Regions from separate parts of the Canis lupus genome. Here region 1 is linked to region 2. The links are chromatin contacts, called in public Hi-C maps. All regions are on one chromosome and are shown on one strand. Each heading gives the region's core, a stretch centred on a gene start, on an enhancer-like site or on the middle of the called end of the contact. The rest is flanking DNA. Distances are from core to core; before and after follow the strand shown. Region 1 overlaps BACH2 (transcription regulator protein BACH2). Region 2 overlaps BACH2 (transcription regulator protein BACH2).

What was found. Hi-C and Micro-C count contacts between places; a contact is called where the count stands out from the background.
Region 1: a Hi-C map of skin fibroblasts shows a contact between it and region 2, with 2.5 times the contacts expected there. The contact joins two enhancer-like sites. A contact is called at or near these places in 2 of 9 Hi-C or Micro-C datasets (amygdala and skin fibroblasts).

What each region holds. Positions count from the first base shown.
Region 1 is chr12:49,477,965-49,484,005 of UU_Cfam_GSD_1.0, reverse strand. All of the region lies in intron 2 of BACH2 (transcription regulator protein BACH2), which reads left to right. Among named protein-coding and RNA genes, the nearest start is that of GJA10, 190 kb to the right of the region's middle. Within about 2 kb of position 2,110, at least 2 of the 20 cell types and tissues checked have an H3K27ac peak or open chromatin away from gene starts, as enhancers often do.
Region 2 is chr12:49,355,823-49,361,400 of UU_Cfam_GSD_1.0, reverse strand. The region is part of intron 4 of BACH2 (transcription regulator protein BACH2); the gene reads left to right. Among named protein-coding and RNA genes, the nearest start is that of GJA10, 66 kb to the right of the region's middle. Within about 2 kb of position 1,915, at least 2 of the 20 cell types and tissues checked have an H3K27ac peak or open chromatin away from gene starts, as enhancers often do.

The sequences.
Region 1 (6,041 bases), core at 861-3,360, 120 kb before region 2:
AAAGTGGTACCAAAGAAGGTCACCCTGGGATGCTCTAGGGACCCAGTACAGAGGTCTGTAGACAAAGTGAACTCTTTTGGAGTTCATTTATAGCAGAGGATTTTAACCTAGGGTCTGTGGATTCATAGGGGATGCCTTGAACCCCTCCCAGAATGTGGAAATATGTTCTGTATGTGCATCTTTTTCTGGGGAGAAAAAGTCATCGGTTTGTGAAAGGACCTATGACAGGAGGAGGTTTTAAAAAAATTAGTTTAGATGTTTCTCTTAAAGTGCCAAGGCTAATTTTCTGGCTGTGTGATAGATTGTGTTAAATGGTCTGGCACTCCTAATTTTTGGAATAAAAATGAATTCTTAGTGAATGATCTCACTGCCTACAGTGCTGTCTGATTCTGTCCTGGCATTTGATAGAACTTGTTAGGAGATTAGGTAAGACAGGATGTTGGTACATTTGAGGTCATTAAACCAAGAAGGGAGGGAAAAAAAAAAAGAGAGAGAAATCTTGCTAAATATATTGTGGAGTTGAACTAAATGCTGAATAGCTGAGGGACGTTCTTTGTGCTCTGTGCCAACACTTTTAAACCCTGCTGAGAAACAGACTGGAGCGGCAGAGACAGCTCCATCTAGATGTAGCACGTTGGTAAATGCCTATCTTTCCAAGAAATATTGTTTTACTTGTCCTTTTATGGAGGAAGCATGGAAGGCTGTGATTTCCTGGGTTGCACAACATTTTTGTAAGCAGATACAACTAGTATAGAACCTCGAGAAACAACAAAAGCTACCTTTTCACCTGGCAACCAGCGTTCTCAGAGTTCTGGTTTCAAGACTGGGAGGATAATGGAGAATATGACACAGAGAGAAGTATATCTGAAAGGTTTTGTTAGATGAAATGTAACCCCCAAAGTTTATTTTCTACCTGTGTTTTCCTGTCTTTTCTTTGGGGAGGAGCACTCTTAAATTGCATTTCGAATTTACTCTTCAGAATTTTTTTTTTTTTAAGTAGGCTCCACACCCAATGTGGAGACCACCTCGGGGCTTGAACTCACAACCCTGAGATCAAGCCTGAACTGAGATCAAGAGTCGGACACTTAGCCAACTAAGCCACCCAGGCCCCCAGAAAATACTCTTAAAAATGTACTGGATGGGGCAGCCCCGGTGGCGCAGCAGTTTAGCGCCGTCTGCAGCCCGGGTGTGATCCTGGAGACTCGGGATCGAGTCCCACATCGGGCTTCCTGCATGGAGCCTACTTCTCCCTCTGCCTGTGTCTCTGCCCCCCCCCAATAAATAAATAAATAAATAAATAAATAAATAAATAAATAAATAAATCTTTTTAAAAAAATGTATTGGATGAGTCATGGTGATGGTTGCCCAGCAAAATTAATGTACTTAATTCCACTGAACTGTTCACTTAAAGATGTCAAAATGTGACTTTTATGTTTTATGTTTTGAAATATGCATTGATGCTATGAAAATATGCATTGGATAATACAGAGGGGGAAATCATTTACCTTTTGAGATGGGAATTCCAAGTATCTTTATGTGTTAAATATATGCCCTTTCCTCTGTATTGATATGAATAAGTAATAGGCAAAGTGTATGTGGGATGAAAATGCTCCCTTAAGCACTCTGTAGCCCCAACTCTGTCACCTACTCACTGGCTGTGGGACCTGGGACGTGTATCCAAAGTAGATGATGAGCCTTCAATAAATTCTTTCTCCTTCTCATCCTCTTCTTACACCACAGTTTCCTCATCAGTAAAAGGAGGATGATTGAACGCCATGATCTCCAAGGTCCTTTCAGCTCTACCAATCCATGCTTTATGAAAACAAAAAACAAAAACAGAAAACAAAAATAGGTCTGCAGAACAGTATCAGATCCATCTGGACAGCCGCAGTCCCCTGTGTGTACACACAGCAGCTTTTGCCACTTCTGATTTGCACTCTCCTCTGCTCCGTATTTTTTCTTTTCCTCAGCCTGCAGAGAATCATCCGTAAGCTTAGAAAGGGGAAATGAGGAGAGAGGATTGAGGTGGCTCAAGACAGAGGGCTGGGGTGAGGAGCCTGGCGGTGGGTGTCAGGCTGGGTGCAGTGCCTACACCGCAGCAGGACTGGAGTTGGCTCTGATAGTGCCGTGTGGTTATGGGTACCGTGGGATTCAGAGCCACAGCCCCCAATTCACTGCAGGGTGTATGACCACAGCAAGATAAAGTACAATTGATATTTATATAAGGCAGATGGTGGCAGGAGCATAGAGACTGTAGATCCAGGGAGAGGAGCTGAGTTTGTCAAGTGAGGAAAAAGCAGCAGGAAGCAGAGCCTGTTAGGGGAAGAAGAGGCTTCTGAGGGTGCAGGTGGCAGCTGGAGGGGAGGGTGAGGGCAGGTGTGTGGCCAGAGTCCCCAATCAGGTTTTGAGCTGGAATCAGATGAGATCTGGCTCTAATAAATCAAAGCGTAGGTGCAACTACATGCTGTCTCGTGAGTCCTCCTCGCAAATCACCCAGCCTTCTGTGATCCTGGGGACTTTCGATGCCAAGAGGGAATTGAAAACAGAGAGGCCAGTTACCATGACAATAGCAGTGGACCCAGTGAGAAATAATGGTGACAGGAGTAGAGATGGAGAAGGGTAGACTGATTGGAAATATAAGTTGAAGGTAGAATCGGCAGCACTTGCCGACGGGTTAGATGTTTAGAAGGGAGAGGGAGAGAGGAAAGGCTAAGAAATCTAAGATAACTCTTAGTTTTTTAGCTGTAGGTCAGTGGTATTGCCTTTTCCTTGAATGGTTTATCACACCCTTTTTGAACAACATATGGCTCACCTGTCTTCAGGGTCCTGGCCAAAATTGTTGCAGCCGTCACACCTGCAGTGAGCTCTGTGTGGACCTCGCCAGCCTCACTTGGGGACAGCCCAGCAGCACCTTGCTTTGTGTGAGCCCCACTTGGCACCCACACTTGTGCAGCTTGGAAGTCAAGGGGCACCTGCAATTGACAGTTGAGGCCAGCAGGCATTTGAAGCTCCCCAGGGGGATAGGACTTTCCAGGTTTTTCTGGCTGGTAAATGAGCGTGGACAGAGCTGAAGTTCTCAGATTAGGGGAAGGAGGCAGATAGATCAGACCAAGCATGGAACCTAGGAAAAGTCAAGGCACTATTGGCCCATCCAAGTTCTCAAGAAACTGCCATTCACTACGTTGGCAAGCAAACCCACTGGGCTTACCCACAGCATTTCTTGCAGATGAACTTAGTCATTGTGTGATTTCATGGATGATCTTTGACATAGGGATAGAAAATATGGTACTTGAGCCCTAAATGGTACATCAGACCCTGCTCTGGGCATTTTCTGCTTGGGCATTGATTGCCGGGAATGGTGATGCTCTTCTGAGATTGAGACCCAGAGTGAGATTCCTCATGCAGCATTTTCACTGCCATGTCCCATGACTAAGGACAGGTATCCTGTGCTTTAAATCACCTTTAGAAAATGATCTAGGTCATTTCTTAATAAGCTACACGGTAGTACTTTTATTTAAAGAAACTGCAATAGAAAAAAGTATTTAAGTCTTATTAATTCTAATTTAATTCTAATGTGTGAAATATAACCATTTTAGGACTAACAAGTTAATTAATTCTTTTTCTACACATAATCAGATTACTGTAGGACCTGAAGCTTCATCAGGTTTGACATTTTACCGGTAGCACATGGAAAATTGATCATGTTTCCTTTGGGAAGAGGGATGTCATCTCCCCAAATTATAGTGGCTGGTAGTGCTACACAGGAAAGGAATAGCCTTGAGAGTCAGGTGGAGACAGATTCGGATTGCATGTCACCCCCTCTCCATCATTGTGACCTTAGCCAAGACATTTATCCTCTGTGAGCCATAGTTCTCCCATCCAGCAGACGAGTTAATAATACCTGTAAAATTCCTACGATAGTTCCCAGTACACAGAAGTTTTCAGCAAATAGAACTTAGTATGGTATGTAAATACAGGCCAGTATTTTTTAAGATATAAAGCCTACAGACCCCAAAATTATTTCAGGTGTGTATTTTCAACACTTATTTCTTTTTGGGTTTTTCTTTTCTGAATTGTCAATGGCAAATAGTTCTAAAATAGCACTATCCTCTTATAATAGAGGTAGAAATCTGGACAAACCTACCATATTTTGGGAACGCAAACATCTTGAATATCAACAAAGTGAATTTTCTAGCTATATTCCCCAACCAGAATAACTTCGTCCCAGCACCTGATATGTGTAAGTGGAAACTTTCAGAGACATTTTCATCTTAATTTTCTCCATCCTGTCTGAAATGGCTGCGTCTTTCTGTGTTGTAGCAAAAAAAAAAAAAAAAAAAAAGAGAAAAGAAAAGAAAAGAAAGAAAGCACATTTCCTTGCATTACCTTCCCATGCCAGTAGAGCAAAACACAAAAGCCACAAGATCTATGATTCAAAGGTCTTTTGCCTTATACAAGTGACTATTTAAATTGCTTGAAATGTAAAGTTTTTAAAAATTCATCTCTGTAGTTTCCAAAAAATTAACCCCTTTCTTTTTAAAGCCCTTCTGGCCATAAAATGATGTGTGACGACTCCATTTAGTGTTTCTGAATATGAATAAGGACACCAGGGCCACTCTCAGTTTACATGTTTATTGCTAAAGCTGTCACCAAATTTTTAGTAAATTTTATATAGCATGGGACAGTGGAACATTTGAGATTTGACCTTTTCTACAGGTGATAGTTCCAAAAGTACAAATTGCATTCAGTCTAAGTTTTGAACTCTTGTTTTCTGACCACTGTAATTTATTTTTCTACTCAATCCAGAGAGAAAAAGTGATGGGAACATGCCTGTGTGTCTATAGATGTGTAAGAGTCATTTATCAGCTCCCAAAATCAGTAGTCCAAATTTGGGCAGGGGACCAGAGTGGCATTTTAAGACTAGGAGGTCAGGTTGGCTCGATGGTACCAGCCAGGTACAGCCCTGCTGGGATACTAAGCAAAACCATTTGAATATTTTGCCTCAAGTTAAAATACAGTGAAAAGAACTTAAAAATATTGTATCCCAGGACAGCCCGGGTGCCTCAGCGGTTTAACGCCACCTTCAGCCTAGGGCATGATCCTGGGGTCTCAGGATCGAGTCCCACGTCAGGCTCTCTGCGTGGAACCTGCTTCTCCCTCTGCCTGTGTCTCTGCCTCTCTCTCTCTCTCTCTCTCTCATGAATAAATAAGTGGAATCTTTAAAAAAAATTATTGTATCCCAGAGCAAGATGTCCCTGTCCTTTTAAATTTAGGCAAACCTGGATTCGGGTTCAAACAAGAACATAAACCAATTCTAAATATTTTGTTTTATTTTCCTTGTAACATTCTAATAGATACAGTGGTTTCAGTAAGGTGGGAAGCATAGGAAAGAATTGACGACAGGATAGGGAAAACATTATTGGAAGCTGGAAAAGCAATAAACCAAACCACTTTCTTAGAAATTATGTTGTATTATATTTGTGGTGTAGATAAAAGTACCTCCATCTATAGTTTCCTAGCAAAAAGCAAATACGGTTTTGTTCATCACATCCCATTAAAACCACTAAGAAAATCTTAGCTAAGAGTTGAATTGTAGAGACAAAGATGCAATCAGCTTCACTTATACAAGAGGTACCTTCTAGAAAACCCGATCATTTCGCTGCTAATTGGTATAAATGTTCCCTTGCCCACTGCATGCAGCTTGAGATCCACTTATGCTTTTATGATTGTTGCTGTAATTAAATACCACTTAGTTTCTCTTAGGCTTAAGAATACAGGTCTCCTTGACTTTTTCTTTTAAATAAATTTATGTTTGTGCAAGAGGGAATTACTTACAGATAATTTCCCATACCTGGGATATGTTACTTTACTTATAAGGGAAGGAACAGTAATCATTCAGATATCTCTTTTTAAACTTTCCCCCAGCTTCTCTAACAGTAAATATGAAGAAATGAAAAAGCTGTGCTTTCATGCTTAGTGTAGCATTACCATATCTACTCACCCACCTTTTCCTAAGCACAGTCCTGTGAACCACTTCAAGG
Region 2 (5,578 bases), core at 666-3,165:
TCTGCACTAAACGCAGAACCCAACACGGGGCTTGATCCCAGAATCCTGACATTATGACCTGACCCCAAATCAAGAGTCAGACACTTAACCGACTGAGCCACCCAGGCGCCCCGGGTGTCTGTGTTTTAAACAAATGGGAAAATAAATAAATAAATAAATAAACAAACAAACAAACAAACAAACAAGAAAATAAGGCCCATGGTGACACACCAGTCAGCTGTAGCTTGGAGACAGCCAGTATCTCCATCTCTTGTTCAAGGTTTTCCTGTGCCACAAAGAAGTCACAGGAACCCAGCAAGAGAAATTTTCCTTCATGCAAAGATAATGAAAAATGCTGAAAAAAAATGAATGTAAAATGATAGCAAAGAGAAAATACCTTAATTCGGAGATAAATTTTCATTCTTCTTCCTTCTACCCATTGATAATTCCTCAATTCATGCCACTTGATCAATAAAAACCTTAATATCTAGGTCATCTTGACTCCTGTAAGGACTTGCTTTTGTCTGAGGCCTCATTTTTGAGGCACAAGGTATATAAGACATGTCTAAGAAACCAATTATAAAGATTTTTTTAATAGAATTATTTTATTTTTTAAAGGTTGTAGTTATTTATTTGAGAGTGCACACAAGCGAGAGAGCACAAGGAGGGAAGCAAGAGGGAGTGGGAGAAGCAGACTCTCCACTGAGCAGGGAGCCCGATGTGGGGCTCAATCCCAGGACCCTGAGATCGTGACCTGAGCTGAAGGCAGATGCTTAACTGACTGAGCCACCTAGGTATCCCTATACAGATTTAATAATAACCCAGTGTGGTAGGTAGAATAATAGCCCCCCAAGATGTCCCAAACCTATGAGTATATTTACCTTACGTGGCAAAAAGGATTAAGTTAAGGATCGAGCTGGGGAAAGTATCCTTCATTATCTAATTAGGTGCAATGTAATCATAAGAGGGAAGCAGAAGGGTCAGACTCTGAAGGTCCACTTGAAAGTCTGAGGTCCACTCAAGTCATGATAGAAGACGTTTCTAGAGTCCCAGGTAGAAACCCTGACCAGGGAACTGGTCAGTTGCTCCGCAATTATCATAAAAATCGATGAACAGGGCCTGGGAAGAAGGTTGTCTTTTCCCCATCTCTGACCATAGCTATTTTCAGCAAGTCATCGCATTTCATTAGTTCATCTATCTTCCGTTCATCTTTATTTTAAAATAAAACAGACTTCTCACATTCTGTAGGAACTTTCACCTCTTTCCCATTGCCAGGCCAGAATGATTTATTGGGCAAGTTAGCTGTCCTTAAAAACCCTACATCATGCAGTGGCTAAAACAACTGGCTAACATCGATGGTTGTCATCCTTTAAAGAAAGCTCCAGGCTACGGAATTCTGACCATATCCTCATGAGTAATATATGACTTTGATTCCCAAACTACCTTAGTGATGCTTCTGAACCCATACATAATTCCTATCATATCCGTCACGTGGTAAATCATCCCAAAAGACTGTGACTGGAACCCTACTTCCACCAGTGTGATATCCAAGCTCTGGCTTTGGTTGGTTGGTTAGAAGCAGTGTGGCCCTTTGTATATGAGTCTCAGTCCATGCTGTCATGCATCAGCAGCTCATCCGCCTCCCGGCCTCTCTAATCTGTCTACATCGCTAGCCACACTCGGGTCAGGACATGCCCCCTACCCAGCTTGTCCCCAAACTGTGGCTAATCTCCCCAGTACTCCTGCTTGGCAGACTCCAGTGGCTCTCGACTGCCGGCCAGACTCGTAGGTGTGACATAAGCTGGCTGTGCTGCTTACCCCCCTGCTCAGCTCTCTAGTGTCTTGTGGCCACCCCAGCACCCCACCACAGTTGAACTCCTGCGGCACCCTCAGATATGTCTGCATATCCCTTCCACATGCAGCACCAGCGCCCACCCAGTACCTGGCTACCCCTCACTTGGGCCTCCACCTCTGTCTTCCTTCCTCTGAGTCAGATGCCCCTTCTGCCAACCCCTGTGCTTGCACCATTGCAGCTCTTTCACTGTGTTTTACTACCTGCAGACTCGTCTCTGTCCCATCAGCCTAGACCATCTCAGACTAGGTGCCCTTTCTTCCTTATTCATTGTTTTATCCTCCTAGCACCTAAGGCTATAGAAGCATGGGAGGTAGGTGAAGTTTGTTAAGGGAGAAAAGTGAGCTGTACCCTATATTGCAAAGGTGGTCCACAGCAGCAGCCCATATAGTAAGGTCCCTGTAGGGGAGGACACCTGGTCTCACTGCCTCGAACTGGATGATGCAGGCTCCTCAGCCTGCAAACCTAACCCAGCTAAGGACTGTGGTAGAACTGAGATTTCCTGGTCTCTGCATGAGGCTGCACACTTGCCATTTTGATGCATTTGCTCCCATATCACTGTGTGGCAAAGGTGAACTAAAATGACGAGGAAAGGTAGCTATAAAGTATTATTAATTGCCAACAGACTTAGCAGTTCATAAAGTAATGTTATGATCCAGGACAAATAAGAACAAATCGAACAGCCTTTTAGGTCTGCATTCAGTATAACCAGCTAAAGATTTCTTATACGTGATGACCAAATAAGAGGTCCCAAATGCCCTTTTTCCCCCCTAAAAAGTACACCATTCAGATTCTACATATATTTTTGAGGCAATTTGCTTCTCTTCTCCTTGCTCTCTTTCTATGACTTGCCCTGCAACCCAGCAATATAAATATCTTGTGTTCTTGTGCTCCCTCTCCTGGTCTTTTCTGTCTTTCAGTAAGACCATGTTCCTAGAATTGTGCACACATCACCCCCGCCCCCCCAGGTGGGGGCTTGGCGTGTTAACAAAGAAGCTAACCAGCGCTGCAGGGCATGTTGTAAGATCCGTGGGGGACCAGAAACAGATTCACTTCTTTGTTGTTTGCAGGCCAGCTTGACTAAGTGAAAAAGGGCCATACTGGCACGGAAGAGAAATGTGCCTGGCATCCCTTCTGAGAAATGAAATGCTGTCCAGAAAAAAAAAAATAAATAAATAAATATATATATATATATATGTACATATATAAAATAAAAAGCACTCGATAGTACATTTTTGAAAATATTCCTCCCTGGAGATGTACAGATGCATGGAGGATGTGCCCTATCAGTTAACAGTGCTAATTACCTAATTATCTGGTCAGGTGCAATAAAAACCCCTTTGACATTCTGTTCCTTCCATATGCCAGATAAAGTGTTCTGATATCTGCTCTGTACTGTGGTGAAGAGCACACCATATTCTCTCCCCACCAAGAGTAGGGATGTAGAATGGTCTTCACCGCTGGCTAAGGTGGTGCTTTGCATCAGGAGCACAAGGCTGGAGATGGGGCAGTGCAAGGTCCTGCTATAGAGCTAGCAGGACAACACTCCCTCAAGAGGGAGAACAGACTTCACCTGGTCTCCTTGGCTCCCAGCATCCCCTGGAGCTACCTCTGAGCTCTGACCCTGCCCACCTCTTTGTCTCATTGCAGTTGCTTCTTAGACATTTCACAATTTTACCCATTTACTTTATATTCTTTTTTTTTTTCCCCATTCGACTTTCCAAAATAGCATCCTGGCTAAGTATGTCATTTTTCCTATTTTAGTGTAAAAGAAGATTTTGATTTTGATTTTTCTCAAGCCCATCCAGAAAAGCACACACCCTCAAATCTAAATTGCTATCATTCTAACTTAACGTGCTAAGGAAGAACCGTTTAACACTCCCAGTCTTATTCCCTCTGCCCTACAGGATCGTGGCTGTGTCCTCTCCTAAAACCCTCCCTATTTAGCCCTAAGGTTTTCTTCTGTGCATTGTCAACCTCTTCCCAATGGATCATTTCTTTTCTTACTGTGGTGCTCCCTTTTATGGGGTACATTTGAAGTTTCATGTAGATGGGGTGGAGGACACTCGTTTCTCTTAGGTAGAGAAGAGTGTTGTTAAATCCTGGGTATTTATAGAAATTCCTTTCCTAGAAGGCCACGAGGCTATTTGTTACAGAACCACAATATTTGGAGACCAAAGGTTGACTTGCATGGGTGTTGTGCTCTCCTGTCTTCCAGCCTGTCCTGGTCCAAACTTAGTGCCTTTCGATAGCCATGCTCATCCCTCTTCTCTCAAAGTCTGAGGCACAGGAGTCTCAACAATATAGAGGATAGCGTTTACTTATTCTCCAGCTGTGAATAGTATATTGTGAGCTTCTCCAAGGTAAAACTATACTTTTTGCATCTTTCAGGTTCTCCCTAGCTCCCAACAAAGCAAATGTTCAAGTAAATATTTTTGTTTTTTTGGTTTTTTTTAATTTATTTTTTATTGGTGTTCAATTTACTAACATACAGAATCACCCCCAGTGCCCGTCACCCATTCACTCCCACCCCCCGCTCTCCTCCCCTTCTACCACCCCTAGTTCGTTTCCCAGAGTTAGCAGTCTTTACGTTCTATCTCCCTTTCTGATATTTCCCACACATTTCTTCTCCCTTCCCTTATATTCCCTTTCACTATTATTTATATTCCCCAAATGAATGAGAACATATAATGTTTGTCCTTCTCCGACTGACTTACTTCACTCAGCATAATACCCTCCAGTTCCATCCACGTTGAAGCAAATGGTGGGTATTTGTCATTTCTAATAGCTGAGTAATATTCCATTGTATACATAAACCACATCTTCTTTATCCATTCATCTTTCGTTGGAAATATTTTGGACTGCTGATTTAGTAGCAACTTGTTTGTGCAGGATACCTAGTGTACGCAGAAATACTCATGGTTCCTGTGCTTCTCTATGATCTAATGATTTCCTGTTTAGTAACCTTTCTTGAACACTATTTCATCTGATTGACATGCAAATGTCACCTTTTGTTAATCCTTTTTCAATGTGTGATGCTCTTGCCTTCTAGAAAAAATAACCAACTCATTTTAGTAATGCAGATATTTAGCAGATTTTATTAGAGTACATGTAGATTACATACAAAAAGTATAAGACTTGGTACTTGACTTTCAGTGATTGGTCGTATGGTTTATTTTATTTTTTTATTTACCAAGTAGGCTTCATGCCCAACATGGGGCTTGAACTCACAACCCTGAGATTAAGAGTCCCGTGCTCCACCAACTTAGCTGGCCAGATACCCCAACTTTCAGGAATTTCCCATCAAGATAGGCACAATGGAACATTTAGATAACAATGGAAAATAGCACTTAGGTGATGAAATGCCAGGACTGGTCTATAAGCAGCAGCTGTTGTCTTAATGGTTGGAAATGGGGTCCAGTTAAATCACCACCTCCTTTGCAAGCTTTTCTCCTGGCCCTTGCATTCTATCTTGATGGACCCCTGTCCTTCACAACTATCATAGGTACAGTTGGAAGTGACGAAACAAAGTGAAGAATGCATCTAGGCAGTGAGTACAGCCTGAGCAAATGCTAGAAGGCAAGAGAAAGGCTAGCAGTCTGCCTCAAGAGGACAATTGGAAATGAGACAGAAAAGAAAATCAGTCTGGGGGGAATCTAGAAGACAGAAAAGAATAAAGTTTGCTCTCTAAAGCAAGGGCTTGCTGCTTGAAACATAGTCCATGTCGGGAACATTCCCCAAAAGATT